2 separate regions of the Urocitellus parryii genome follow, and region 2 is linked to region 1. Evidence: chromatin contacts called from public Hi-C data. All regions are on one chromosome and are shown on one strand. The core of a region is the stretch at or near the end of the contact, and the rest is flanking DNA. Distances in the headings are between cores, read along the strand shown. Region 1 holds the start of Dock4 (dedicator of cytokinesis 4). Region 2 holds the start of Ifrd1 (interferon related developmental regulator 1).

What was found. Hi-C and Micro-C count contacts between places; a contact is called where the count stands out from the background.
Region 2: a contact with region 1 is called in a Hi-C map of muscle, with 7 times the contacts expected there. The contact joins the promoter of Ifrd1 here to the promoter of Dock4 in region 1. A contact is called at or near these places in 2 of 2 Hi-C or Micro-C datasets (liver and muscle).

Annotation. Positions count from the first base shown.
Region 1 is chr3:71,827,056-71,834,155 of mUroPar1.hap1, forward strand. It overlaps Dock4 (dedicator of cytokinesis 4), which reads right to left and starts at 4,526. Exons shown (of 52, transcript XM_026408408.2): 1 at 4,164-4,526. The coding sequence starts at 4,200. It overlaps Znf277 (zinc finger protein 277), which reads left to right and starts at 4,766. Exons shown (of 12, transcript XM_026408250.2): 1 at 4,766-4,901. The coding sequence starts at 4,811.
Region 2 is chr3:72,050,602-72,057,701 of mUroPar1.hap1, forward strand. It overlaps Ifrd1 (interferon related developmental regulator 1), which reads left to right and starts at 3,581. Exons shown (of 12, transcript XM_026408732.2): 1 at 3,581-3,662. The coding sequence starts at 3,581. LOC144253983 reads left to right here and starts at 3,346. Exons shown (of 1, transcript XM_077796727.1): 1 at 3,346-3,537. The coding sequence starts at 3,379. The coding sequence ends at 3,537.

The DNA.
Region 1 (7,100 bases), core at 3,276-5,775:
TCCCACAGGAGGGTGGAATCATCAGCTGCCACCAGATCTGCACAGCCCTTCAATGGTACTTTACTTGGAGGTATAAATCATTCCTCTTCTCTTTCCACTGGAAGTTCAGAATCCTGTGTTAGGCTCTAAATGTCACAAACAATCCCAAGCAGCACACCACTATTTAGATCCTGTATAATCTAACTACAACATGGTACCACAAACAGGAATCCTTAGCTGAAAAACTGAAAAGTAAGACTGAAGGTGTAAGCCCATCAGACTCTCCCTATAGGAGCTACCATTAAAGCAACCTTCTGAAGGAAGATTCTGAAGATCCTGAATAGAAAAGAGGAGGTACCTATCTCCTTTTCCTAAAACAGAAGGGATTTTAAAAAGGAATGTGATTCCTACTCAGATAAGTTTAAACACACACACACACACACTCACACACACACATGCTTACAGAGAAAGACAGGACAAGAATATTTGTAAGGACTCAGTGACATTAGGACTTTTTAATACTTTATTTTTAAAAAGACTCTCATGACTGTCAGATTAGCTTGCTCTTAATTTTGTTTCCCGTAAGACTCATGGATTTATTGCTGATTTTGTTTTCCAACCTACATTCTCTTGCCAAGCTTAACCAGGCTCACATATGTAAAACATCTGGCTAGGTGTGAGAGGGTGTGGGTTGCAGCTCAGGAAGACTCACTGGCTCACCTACAAACACTGTGCAAAAAAAAATGCCTATTGGACAAATGAGCACAAACATATCTGCAATGGTTTTAACCTTCTCTGTGAAGAACCCTCACCAAATTAAGGGAGGTAGGAGCTTGACAGATGAGGACATGCAAGAGGCAGATAGTGATCGTGAGGAAATTTTTGAGTGGGAGATCAAAAATGCTTTAGTCACTGCCCATGGAACTACTACTGGAGAGAGAGAATTGAACAGATTGAGAAAGTGAACAACAGTCACCTTGGTTCTGGTAGCTTGCCAGGTAGCATTCACTTACCTCTGATCTTAGTTTAAAACCATGTGGCACATGTCACAACAAAAGTTTCTCACTCATAACAATCTCTACACAATGGACATGTTTTTCTAACCAAAGAACACATTTGGTTGGAAGTAATCCACAGAATTAGAACTGGGAAGGACCTTAGGTAGAACAGACCTAAGGGCTAGGACTCAGAAAGATTAAGCAACTTATCTAAGGTCACATAGCTGACAACAGAATCTAGACAGGAACAGAAACTAATTAGAGTTACCCAATAAAACATGCCTACCATTGTGCTTACTAATTTGCTTTTTTTTTTCCCCCAGAACTGGAGATGAACATAAGACCTCACAAATGCTAGGGAAAGTGCTCTACCAGTAAGCTATATCTCCAATCCTTGCTAATAAGTTTTTTAAAAGAGAACATTCCCTGTCTTTCAGTACTATAGTTTTATCACTATGTCTTGCCCTAGAATCATAACACTCAGGAATATGACTGACCATACACTATTTGAAGATCACTCATCATTTACGTGGAGGAAATAGTAGCCATGTATCAAATTTGAAAAAGAATTTCTGATAAATCTTACTATGATTATAAAATTAATTTTATTTATATTTTTAATATATTACTTGAAATTTAATCAAAAATTATAGACATAAGTATCCCATACATAGAAGATGGTACATAAGTATCAGTGAAAAAACAGTTTGCATAGATTTACTTCAGATATTCTAAGTTACTAAGATTGACTTATTTCAAAGAATGAAGAAACTGAATTACTACTATACCTGGTATCAGCCAAACATCTGAGCCCATAAAATATCTTTACTATTTATAAGAACTAAATGAGAGAAATGCACACACCAACCAAGGTTTAAAAAAAAAATAACTTGCAGTATAAGCAGCCACAAATAGTACTCTCCATGGTGAGAAATAAAGTCCACACATCATAAGTATCCTAGCAAAATTTTCACCACACACACACACCTAACAGATGGATTCTAAAAAACAGCTCAGCATTCCACAAGCCAAATGCTCAAAATGTAATATTAAAAGATGATTAACATTCCTGTACATATGATACTGCATAAAGGAGAACGATAGCAATAATTTTGGGTAGAAGAACCCTCTTTGCTCTTGCCCCTTATCTCAATCCTCACTCAACCTCCTTTTCCCAAATATGTATGCTCAGGCCCTTCTACCTCCCCTACTCTGCAACCAAATCACAACCAAAACCGAGTAGTCTGTGGCAGCCCAAAACAGTTGACTGATAATATCCGGTATGCAATTCCAAGAAATCCCAGAGTGGTTTTTAAGCCTCTGCCCACAGCATGTAAAGAAAGGCAAGAGATGAACTAATCGATACCAGCAGCCCAGCTGTGACCTGGCACATAAAGAAATCAAGAAAATAAATCCCGCTCATAATCTGTATAATTTAACACTTGGAAGAAAGCAACATCTGGGATCAGCTCCAAGCAGGATAGTATTGCCTGGATGGGTCTGTGCTTCCTGCACTGTGTTAAGGTCCATTATGAGGTGATATCCTCTGGTTCATCACCAGTTCACCCAAGGCAATGTCTTCTCCCTAGCAAGGGTTAACACCGCCCTCCTCCCCCCTCGCCCCAAAGAGGAGAGTAAGGAGAAGGAAAACAACCACCAACATCTACTTCTCCCCAGTAGAGAGCTTGGCAAAGGTTCCCTTTACACTTTGAAGACAGGGAAAGCTGGAAGCCTTTCTCAAAGGTGGGTCCAGGACAAACTATTGTCTTGCTAACTGGTCACAGTCCAGAAAGAAACCCAATGTAAAAAATATGGGGATGCTTAAACAGTCCTTTCAGTGAACTCCAAAGACCTATCCCCAGGTGAAGCTGGGCGGGGGGAGGGGTGATGCAGGAATCCCCGGTAACTATGACTTCCTGCAAAGGCTTTCTAGATTTTTTTTTAATTGCAGGAAACTGAATTTCAAACAAAATCAGATATCACACATATCTAAATCACTGTCCCAAATAAAAATAAGTACGTCAGTGGACAGGACGGGGCATTATAGGAAATAAAAGATTGTTAGTAAAATCCATAATGTTCTCTCTGTGTGTTAGACCTTCTGGGAGATTATAATTGCATTTGGTTGCTTCAGGCTTGCCAGGGAGTCTGGCTTAATAGTCTCAACCCTAAAAGGAGTAACTGTCAAGGGGCGACCCAGCTGATATCAAACAACAAAAACGGGAACTGTAATCCGCCTGAAAAGGGAGGAGGGAAAGGAAGGGAGACTCCTGTATTCATCAGTCAACATTAATGTCCTTTGTTGTTCACCTTTGCACAGAAAAGCGAGCACTACCCTGTTCCTTTTCTCTCAACACCAGTGTCAGCAGAGTCCTTTCCTAAAACCTGTCTCCCTGCCTCGAAGATCCAGGCGTTCTGACCCTCCTCCCCATTATCGCTCTACAGCCATCCTCCACGGCCACCCCCGCTGCGCTTGCCCTGAGTGGAGAAGGTGGTCAGAAGTGAAAACACTGCCGAAATATCGGTTCCCCTCCAAAAACCAAACAGCCGAGAGGCACAGATGTTGAAATTTGCCAATCCCCCGACCCCAAACACACACCCCAAACATCGGGGGGAACGAAGGAGCCTCGGACCGGGCTCGGTCTGTCAGAGCGGGTCTTTAGAGGACTATGCCACATTCCGCACTTCGGGAATGCTAACCCCATCCTGAGGGATTTCTGCGCTTCCCTACTGTTTAGGGACGTTCTCGCCGCGGGATTGTCGTCTCCCTCACCGCCCTGGGAAATCGTTGCGGCCCATTGCCGTCGCTCTGCCGCTTTGGGCAAGAAGGGTATGGAAGGAGAAGAACCCTGTTGGCCTCCTCTTCCAACTTGACACACAATGCGCCCCGTCGCCACTCCAAACTCTGCAGGCAGAGCCCCGAGCGGGCGGGCGGGCCGCGCGCTTCCCCAGCCGTCCCGGCGCTCGGGGTCCGGTTCAGGGCTCGCCAAGCAAGCGGTGGGAAGAGAAACCCCGGCGCGTACCCACTCCGTCCGGAGCTCCCTCCGCAAAGCCCCAAACCCACTGCACGATGCCAGGATTAGGCATTTCCAGCCCGGCGGAGCTGGAGGGGCGCGAGGGCAAGGACGAGAAATGCGCACCAGCTCCGGCCAAAGCCCAATAAAAGTTCGCCCGGCGGAGACTCACCCACGCCGTATTTCTCGTGCTCCGTAGGTATCCACATGGCTAAAGGGGGGCTCCGGGGTTTCCAGGCTTTGTAATCCCCGCGCCCCTCAACCAGCTCACAACAATGCACAGCTCGCGAGTAGCGGCTGCAAGCGCAGGAGCCCGGCAGCCCCGCGCGAGCTGCGGGCGCTGGGCAGGGTCTGTGCTAGCAGCTCTCAAGCCTGGCGTTGACACCGCGCCACCGAGGCTGCGCCGCCCGCCGCTCTCCCGGCAGCAGCTGCTCACAGTCTCCCGACGCGCTCCCGGGGACCCGGCGGCGCAGTCATTGTTCTGATTCACTGAACTAAGCGAACACGCCGGGGCACTCTCGGGCGCACCCCCGCCCGTCAGTGCCTCTACCAGCCCTCTCTTCCCAGGGCCCCCACAGCACGCCGGGAATTGTAGTTCTCTGTCTCTCCATCACGGATGGGGGCGTGGTAGTAGCTGTAAGGGGAGGGGATTAGAGTCCGCTCGCCACATCCTATTGGCCCAGGCCGTGACAGCGCGGCGTAGGCGTGGAGGAAACGGCGCGTGGAGGAGGCGTTCACCTCAAGTCACATTTCTATTGGTACCGGCCCGTCCCTGTCCGGCTCCTCCCGGTGGCCCTCCCTTTTTTGCTAAGCTGAGAAATGGCTGCCCCCAAGACCCAGGGGGCTGTTGCGGGACTGGAGGAACAAGATCTTGAGAGCTGCAGTGGAGTCGCAGGTGTAGACTGTGAAGGTGAGTATGGTGCCCTCAGGTGCAGGCGATTTGTTTTCCTCTCTTCATCCCCCGACTGCAGCTTACTGCCAATAGGACCCTGGGAGCCCTTCAGCTCTGAGACCACCTGGGCGCGAGGAGACCACTGGCAGAACCTATTGGGATGAGGGGCGGGGTCAAATACGGCTATTTGGCAGATCGATCCCGGGAGGGCGTAGAAAACGAGATGAAAAGACATTCCTCGCAATTTGGGAAGCGCTGTGGGCATTTGTCTTCCGGTTTGGAGCTCCCAGCTTTGCACTTGGTCCACTTGGGGGGGGGGAGGGTGTGGACCAGCTCCGATTCGCGCGTGTGTGATTATAATTCTGGGATTAGCAGCTCCTTTTCCTCGCGAGTACTGTTGGATTTGGCCTCCTCCGAGTTGTGTTTTATTTGGTTTGGGAAGGGTTTCCAGTTGCTGACTGGTCACTGCTCTCCACTATATATTAGTTGCCAACTGGATGCCAACTGGACCATATTAGTAATCTGTTGACTGCTCTGTGCATTCTCCCATATTGAATGTGGAGCCTAGGAAATCATCTTGGGACGTGGAAGATTTGCACCTGTGACTTCAGAGAACACTTAAAGAGGGTTATGAAAACCGTCACAGCTACTTGGTCTCTACCCCACTGCTATGTTGACCTCTGACCTACTGGTAGTGACCATGAATCAAACTCTGAAAGCTGCAGGTAGATGATGTATGGGACTCCTTTTAAGTCTTTCCCTGTCCCACCCCTTTTTTTTGCCTTTGTGTATAACTTAATGTAACAGATTGTCTTTCTCTAATGGATATGATTTGGGACTTAAATTTGGTTCTCAGTCTTTGTTGAGGTTTTCTGCCTTCTTTGTTTTTTATCTTCACAGCAAAATTAACATTTAGTATAAAGTTTTTATCTCAACAGCACAGAGATTTAAGTGCAGATTCTTCCCAACTCCCATCGGTGGAATTCTAATTTCAGTACTTATCAATTGATAGGCTTGTGAGTTAAATATAAACTTACCCCACTCCTTTTTCATTGGTTGACCATATGTTCAGCTCTTATCTAATACTAACAGACTATTAGGATTTCCATATTCTTCAAAGTTCCAGAAGGCTGCCAGTTTAAGAAGTAAAGATGGAATCTTTAATCAAATTAAATCTCTGAATTGAGCTCATGGATATGCTTTCCAAAATCATACAATTCTCAAAAATCATTGATTATCTTAAAATTATGAATGTTGCCAGGCCCAAGGGTATATGTCTGTAATCCCAGCAGCTAGAGAGGCTGAGACACAAGGATGGCAAGTTGAACACCAGCAACTTAGCTAAACCCTGTCTCAAAATAAAAAATAAAAAGGACTGGAGATATGACTCAGTGGCTAAGTGCCCCTGGGTTCAATCTCTGGTGCCAAAAAGAAATATATATATTTATAGATGTATATAATTTTTATAAAAATATGTTTCATTTTAAACATTTCAGTTCATTCAGAGGTGTGTGAGGAAAAGTTCTTCCACCATACAGTCTCATTACCAAAGTTATTAGCAGTAACAGTTTGATGCATAGATTTTTTTGACATTTTCTTGTATGACATTTATATGGTTTCAATTTTTAAATAGAAAGGAATAATTTTAGTAAATTCAAAGATCTGCAACTTGCTTCTTTCTCTTGTTATCTATCATAAAACTCTTCCATATCAGTATATTTGTTGTTTCTATTTTTTTTTTTAAGAACTGCACTCAGATTCCATAATATGGATGTTTTATACTTTAACCATTCCCATATTAACAAACATAGAGGTGGCTTTACTTTTTCAGTATTGTTGCAGTGAATATCTTTATATACATAGACCCTTGTCTAGTGGCTATTTATTTTGTCAGGAATTGTTGAATCCAAGGTTACTTTTGAATTTTTAAAATTTTGATAGATGCCAGATTTCCCTCTTAAAAGTTATTCAGCATAATATTCTTGCCAGTAATATACAAATCCTCACTAACTGTGAGGAAATCATTAATCTATGGCTGATATTTAAATGATTATTGGATTGTTGTAACTAAATAGAAAGCTTAATTTTAGGCTTCAATTCGTTCTCATCGGAAGTATTGAATACCAATGAATTTGCAGTGTTGGTAACATAAAAGAATTCCTTACCCTGGTTCAGAACTACCCAGTCTTCTCATTGACTTGTCGCAGTCAATAGGAG
Region 2 (7,100 bases), core at 2,331-4,830, 220 kb after region 1:
TACAGTTTGTAATTCTTCTCAACCTAAATTTTGTTTAATGGAACACTTGTTTTTGCAATATTTGAGTATACTTACCACAAATGGTAATACCTGTTAGATGGAATGTTAAAGTAAATCATGTTTTATAGGAGGAAAATACTTTTTATTATGATTAAGTGGTAAGAGCACATAATGTCAACTTGGTAACAAATACGTTATTTATTTGTTAGAGCATGGCAGAACTTTGCCTTATATACAAGGCAGATATTACTATTTGTCTGCCTTAAATACATGATTTCTCCTTCATTATTATCAGTAGAACCTCCAATTTGAATACCAAAGAGATCAACTAAAACTATCTTGCCAGGTATGGTGGCATATGTCTGTAATTTCTGCCACTTGGGAGGCTGAATCAAGAGAATCACAAGTTTGAGGCCAGCCTCCGCAACTTAGCAAGACCCTATCTCAAAAAAAAAAAAAACAACAATAAAAAAAATATAATATATATATGGGGCAGGAGAATGTAGCTTAGTGGTAAAGAACTCCTGTACACTATTAATAACTCCTAAGTACCAAATAAAACAACACAATGAAAAACTTGTCTTCTAATTTCCCTTGCAGCTAGGGATCATCATATGACACAGCTTTGGCCAATGAGATGAGATGTAGGTAGAAATCCTTGGGGAAGGTATTATTTCCTGAATCAAAAGGAAAAGACTGACTAGGAGAAAACTCCTTTATTCTATTCCCTATTGTGCTTCCCCTTTCTTGTTGGCATTTGTAATTATTTTTGTTGACCTGCTGTTTGGAGTCTTGTAATTAATTTCTGTAAACATAATACAAAATAGGCCATGTTGAATTGAAAACGACTATCACATGAATATGGCTAAATCTTTTTGATACTTGTATTTATCCAGAGCTAAACTAGATATTTACATAATAATTACATAATAATGTAATGACATGTATGTAACAATAGGTATAGAAAACAATTTGTACCCAGTTTGACTGTTTTCTGTATTGAAGACCGTTTTCTGTATTCAAGGCCTAGAAAACAGTTTGTAAATAATTCTGTAAACATTCATTTAATGTATACTATCTATAATTATGAATAACACTTCTTTAATGTGCCACAGGGAATATGCAGGGATGATGTAAACAGGTTTTTGTTTTGAGGAAGCCAACAATTTCATGAGATGACAGATGTGTTCACAAATCAATGTAAAACAAGTATGTATATGATGTACTCTGAATAGGCTGTCCAAGAAGAGTCTCTAAGTGGGAATGAAGGAATATTGAAAAAAAGGGGTTGCCTCAAACACAGGCAAAGCACAATTTTCAAGGCCTAGAAGCCAGACCAATTATTAGGCCTGGGTGATGGGATTTACAGAGTAGCTAAATTTTTGTCTTATGTATGTTGTTTCTAGATGAAGAGCCTGGGGTTAAGCAGGTATTGAGTCTATAGTTCCATGATCATTCATCCTAGAGACATCTCACTGCATCCATGGGGACCAAAGCTCCTGGATTTCAGATGTTCCTTGTACCAGATACAAGGGAATTGATGGAAGCTTTGTCCACCAACTGGCATCCTTGTCTGGTTTACATGCTGTGTGCAATTTACTAGCTCCTTCAGGATTAAACAAAGTAAAAGCAACCCTAAAATGGTGCCCTTTGAACACTATCTTGGAGTAGACTGTGTGGCCTGTGGGGATGTAATTAGTGCCATTAGAACACTAAAAAGCAAGTTAAAGAACTGTGAAGAACAGATTCTGTGTGAAGCCTTCATGAAGGTGGCAGCATTTGATCTAGATCTTCTGAGATGACAAGACTTAATATGAAAATCAGAGGAAGGGCATTGCAAGAACATGAAACAATATAAATGATGAAATCGAAGTGAGAGAGCAGAGCTGTGTATTGGAAAGGAAGAGCAGTCCATTTTAGCTGAATAAGATGTGTATGGGGAAACTGGAAAGGGAATAAGGGTCAGGCTAAGAGGATTGGCATTTAATATGTCAGTAAGGGGAACCTTGAAATATTGTAACAACTATTAAAGTGGGAGGATAAATAAAATAGGGGATATGTGAGTAAGTTTCACAGAATCATTGGGTATGAAACACGCACATGAAGTCTGGGAGCCCAGACATGAACTGAGGCCACATGTGATTAGTGAATAAGACACGAATTTGAAAGCTTTATTTTAAAACCAATTGTTTTGCAGGAACACTAAAGAGAGAGGAACCATGTATGAATTTTTCGGAATTTGAGCATATGGGAAGATAATAATATAGTAAAGACAGGAAGAGGGAAACACAGTATTGGACAGCCAGGTGAAAATGTCCTACAGGTGGTTAAAAAATAAGCGAATGGAGCGCAGGTGAGAGGTGGAGTAGAGAATGAGTCACCTACACTGAAGTGATTCAGAGTTTGGTCTGTCATAAACATAGTATAGGAACCTAATAACAGGCCCTAAATAAAGGGCAAATGTTTAACAAGGAAGACAGAGATCTTAGAAGCACCTCTAGAAAACAAAACAAACCCCACCGAGATTATTGATATTTATAGTTCATGTTTGTTTTACCAGCTGTTAAATTCTCGGAAGCTCTTATCCCAAACTGACCTTCTAACTGGCAGGAAGGACTGTCAAGGGCAAATTCTTATATGGAGATTTGACACCAAATTGCCAGGTATTTTAAGTCTAGAATATGACATATACCCGAAATGACACAACTAAAGTGGACAAAAGCATACTGGACTGGGGTGGGGGGGCGTATGTATGGGAGGAGACGTATTCCTGAACCACAGTTCAAATGTAGGTACTGATGATTGTTAAAATTAATCCAAACACTATCACAGAAAAGTTCTCAAAGAGACAGATGGTTGTGCTTGGGCAGAGATCCCTGCGAAGCAGGGGTAAGGTTAAAGAAAAGAACTAGAGTGGCCAAGAAAGAGTAGCACAAGTGATTGCGTAGCTCCCAGTCTGAAGGCGGCTCTCATTACCAAGCATACTTGCGGGATGGATCACCGGCATGACCACATTAGTTAATACCAACGCAGGCGTGCGCCAAGCACAGGCGGGGTCACACTCAGCGAAGCAAGAAAGCAGAAAAGCCCCTTGGGGGCAGCTGGGCGGAGCCGGAGGCCCCACCCCCGGGCCTACTACATTTCCCTAAATTCCGCGCGGCCGCGAAGACTCTCAGGGCGCGGAACTAAGACTTGCCGCATGGGATTGGGAGTCAGGTTACACGCGCCGCCCAAGTGGACGCTAGTGGGGAGATCTGAAGGGATTGGCTAGTGAGAGTTCGAGTCCCGCCCACATATGGTGACGACAGGCGGTCGTCTGGCTACTTAAGGCGTCGTGGTCTCGCCCGCCCCGCCTTAGCTCCCGCGCTAGAGAGAAACATGTATCGTTTCCGATCACAGCTCTTCACGGGGATTTCTGCTGCCGCCACCGCCCATTTTTACCCCCGCCGCTTCTCGCCTCTGTTGTTAGCCGAAGACTCGCCTCTCAGCCGCCCGCCTCACAGACGTACGAGTAGAAAGTGCAGCTCCATCGGCTGATCCTCGCTAAACTCCGAGTTTAGACGGCACCGGGCGTCCCACGATGCCGAAGAATAAGAAGCGGAACACTCCCCACCGCGGTGGCAGTGGCGGCGGCGGCTCAGGGGCAGCTGCAGCAACGGCAGGTAAGGGGTATCCCCGCCACGGCGTCCTGGTGCCGGCCGGGTTGGCGAGGCTCCCAGCTCGGGGCGAGTGGGAGTTGTAGTTCCGTCTTGCCTTAGGACGTTTGCGTCTCCCAGGCGCGTGGTGTGGCTGGCAAACTACCGTTCCCAGCATTCCCTGGGCGCCGTGCCTCGCGCGATTTGGTTCCGGCGTGCGAATCACACTTCGGGAACCGGCCGCTAGGGCAGGGAGGAAAGGGCCCTTGGGCTTGAGTGTGTGTCTGGATGAAGGTGCTCTGGAGTTGTGTGGGAAAGGAGCTGTCCCCAGAGACTACTGCTAGTTAGCCCTAGATGACCAAGAGCGGGATAGAGGTGGAGTTGCGCCCGTGCTGTCACCGGCCGCCTGTGAATCCCAGCTTCAACATGGAGTTCTTAGGAGTGCCAAACGTCTGGCGGGTTTGGACCCTCTCCTGCGTCACGCGGCCTGGACCTTACGCTATGCGGCCGGGATGACGCAGAGGCGATGACGCAGAGGCGCGCGAGTGGCTTCCATTCTGCTGCGTTCCAGCGCATCCTGCGTGTTTCACCTGGCGGGGCGGAGACGTCGGAGGATGCGGCCACCGCCCCACCTTTGGTTGGGACCTTACTCAGTACTGGCACCTGCAGAAGTCACGCGCCCCTGCCCCACTGCGGCTAGTCGAGGCGACCTCCTATTCCCCCAAGCAGAAACCGCGTTCACCTTTAGTGCTGCATTCTGTGGGTTCTCTGCAGTGAATCAGGTGGCAAGGAACTCAGTTTGCAGTTGGCGAAAAGTTTAGGGTTTGGGGGCCTTTACTGCAAAGTAGAAGCTTTTCCTAATGGGTAGGTGTTAACTGTATTTACTTATAATACGGTTAAGAAAAAATTCCCATCTGAAAGTCAGTCCTACAAGACACCACACTAATCTCAGTTAAAGTAGTCTAAAACTGAACACAGTCATCTCATTTAGTAATTGTTGAAATTATGGAGTTGAATATTGGGATGTCCTCGGAGATCATCCAGCTAATATTAGCCATTGGGTATTTGTTGACACAGTTGCCACTCTTTCTGATCCTCAGAATGATATGCCTTTGATTAAATAGTAAATATACCTTATCTTGTTACAGATTATTGGAAACCTTATGGCAGCCTGAACACTTTTGATCATGTATTATACACTTAATAATTGACATTGGAAATGGATGATTACAAATTCAATCCTTCTTTATGTTGCTATCCTGATTGAAAGCTCTCCATTTTGGTGAAATTTATTCTTCATCAAGTTGCTTTGGGCCAGCTGAGGATACCTCTTATCCTCTGTTTCAGTGTTCCTTATTTGAAATACACATTTCAATTCTGCCTAGAAGACCATAATTTTATTTTTTGTGTGTATTGATGAAATGGAAGTAATGAGAAGCAGCAAGCAAACTGAAGTTTGGAAATTAGTAATAGTGGTCTTTATGAATCACAAACATTCCCTTTTGAAGCTTCCTGGCATACCTCTTTCATTCCTTGTTCAGTACTTAACTGTAGAGGTGTCTGATGGCTGTAGGGGAATTGCCTTTAATATTTTGCCTCAAGGATGACTTGTGACCTGTCGGCCTTATCACAGCCCGCCTTTTTAGCAGAAAAGGTTCATTTAAACACTATTTTAGTATATAAAATACAAACATTTAAAACTCTTAATTTTTAGCACATACTGGCAAATAGAAAGTAATTCTTTGAATAGTCTATAAAATTACATGCTTCCCAAGTTTTTGGATGTTTACATTAGAATTTATTAACTCTGGTTTTCTCTTGTGAGTAGGACTGGGGGAGGGGTGGGTATGAGATTGGCTTTTTTTAACTTGATCTCATGGAATGTTTTGCCTATTTGATAAATATTAAGCAAGTAATAGTTGAGTAGAAGAGGTGGAAATTTCACAAACTTGAAAACCACTTATTAATTTTTAAAATAATATGTAGATGAATGAGATTTAAATGATGTCTCCACTATATAGCCAAATAGATGACCAACTTCTCTTTATCAGTTTAATGAACTTTCCATTGAGACTGGAAATTTCCAAAAAGCTAAGAAAATCTAATACAAGTATGCCCACTTATGGTGATTAAAAAAATATATATATATATAAAATTTTTCTTAGTTGTAGTTAGACACAATACCTTCATTCCATTCATTTATTTTTATGTGGTGCTGAGGATTGAACCCTGGGCCCCTCACGTGCTAGGCTAGCATTCTACTGCTGAGCCACATCCCAGGCCCAACTTGTAGTGATTTAAAGGGAGCAATTTTCAGAAAGGAAAAAAAATAATAATAAATCCTGTGGAAATAAGGACTTTATGTATCTAGAGTGCCACCTCATTAATAGGTGAGTTTGTGAGTTTGTCAAACTCACAAAGTTTGACCCAGATATCAGGCATTCATGCAGGGTTTTTCCCCTTGTTTTTTGTTTGTTTGTTTGTTTTTGTTTTCTTCTCCTAATCCCTCTTTCCCTTGACTTTGGGGAAAAAGGGGAAATGGAAACTGACTATATAGTCAAGAGAAGTTATTGAACTACTCTTAAAAATGGCTGAATATGAAAAATTAAAAATGTAAATTGATTAAAAATGTAAATTGAGTTGTAAAATTAATCAGGTGATGCTCAACTGTTGCCATGATTTCTAGTCATGAAGATAATGAAGATGGATCCAGAAATAGAGTACATTATCATAGATCTTTGTTTACTTCTATTTTAAGCACAGTGATTGTGAAATTTTAGGATCTTGGTTTCATTATTCTTTATGCTTTACTACTTTGGCAATAAGCAAGAAAATTGGAAGGCTACTTGCTATGTTAATTTAAAAATCTGCTAAGTTCTCTGTTTTGATTAAAAAGAAATAATGACATGCCCTATTTAAAAGAAAAATAACTCAGTTTAACTTACAGGATTTAAAAAATAAGGTAGTAAATAATATGAACTTTTTGAATGTAGGGTCTTTGTGATATTTGGTATAGTCTTTGATTTCCCAACTAAGAGAAATAGGGCTTAGGTAAATCAGGTGATTTGAAGGCACTCTTGGGGTAGAATTTGTAGCTCATTCTAGCGCATTCAGTGTTCAGTATAATTTATAACTGAGTAGCCTTTATTCCATCAAATATTTTTAATGGTGCATTGTTACCTATAACAATGGAATTTGTTTTTACTTATGCACACACAATATAATAATATAATTTGGCCAGTAGCTAGTTTTTTTTATTAATATGAAATTCCTAAGTTATCATGAATTTGTTCCATAAGTTGATGATATTGAAAGAAATATTCTAGTTTTTAAAAAAATTTTTTTTGTATTAATAGCATGGATATTTTTAAACTTGAGTATATTGGAACCTTAATTTAACAAGCTTTTATGACATATGAAATAGTAAAGTTTCTATTTGAAGCCTTTTCTCTCCCTCCTTTTAAT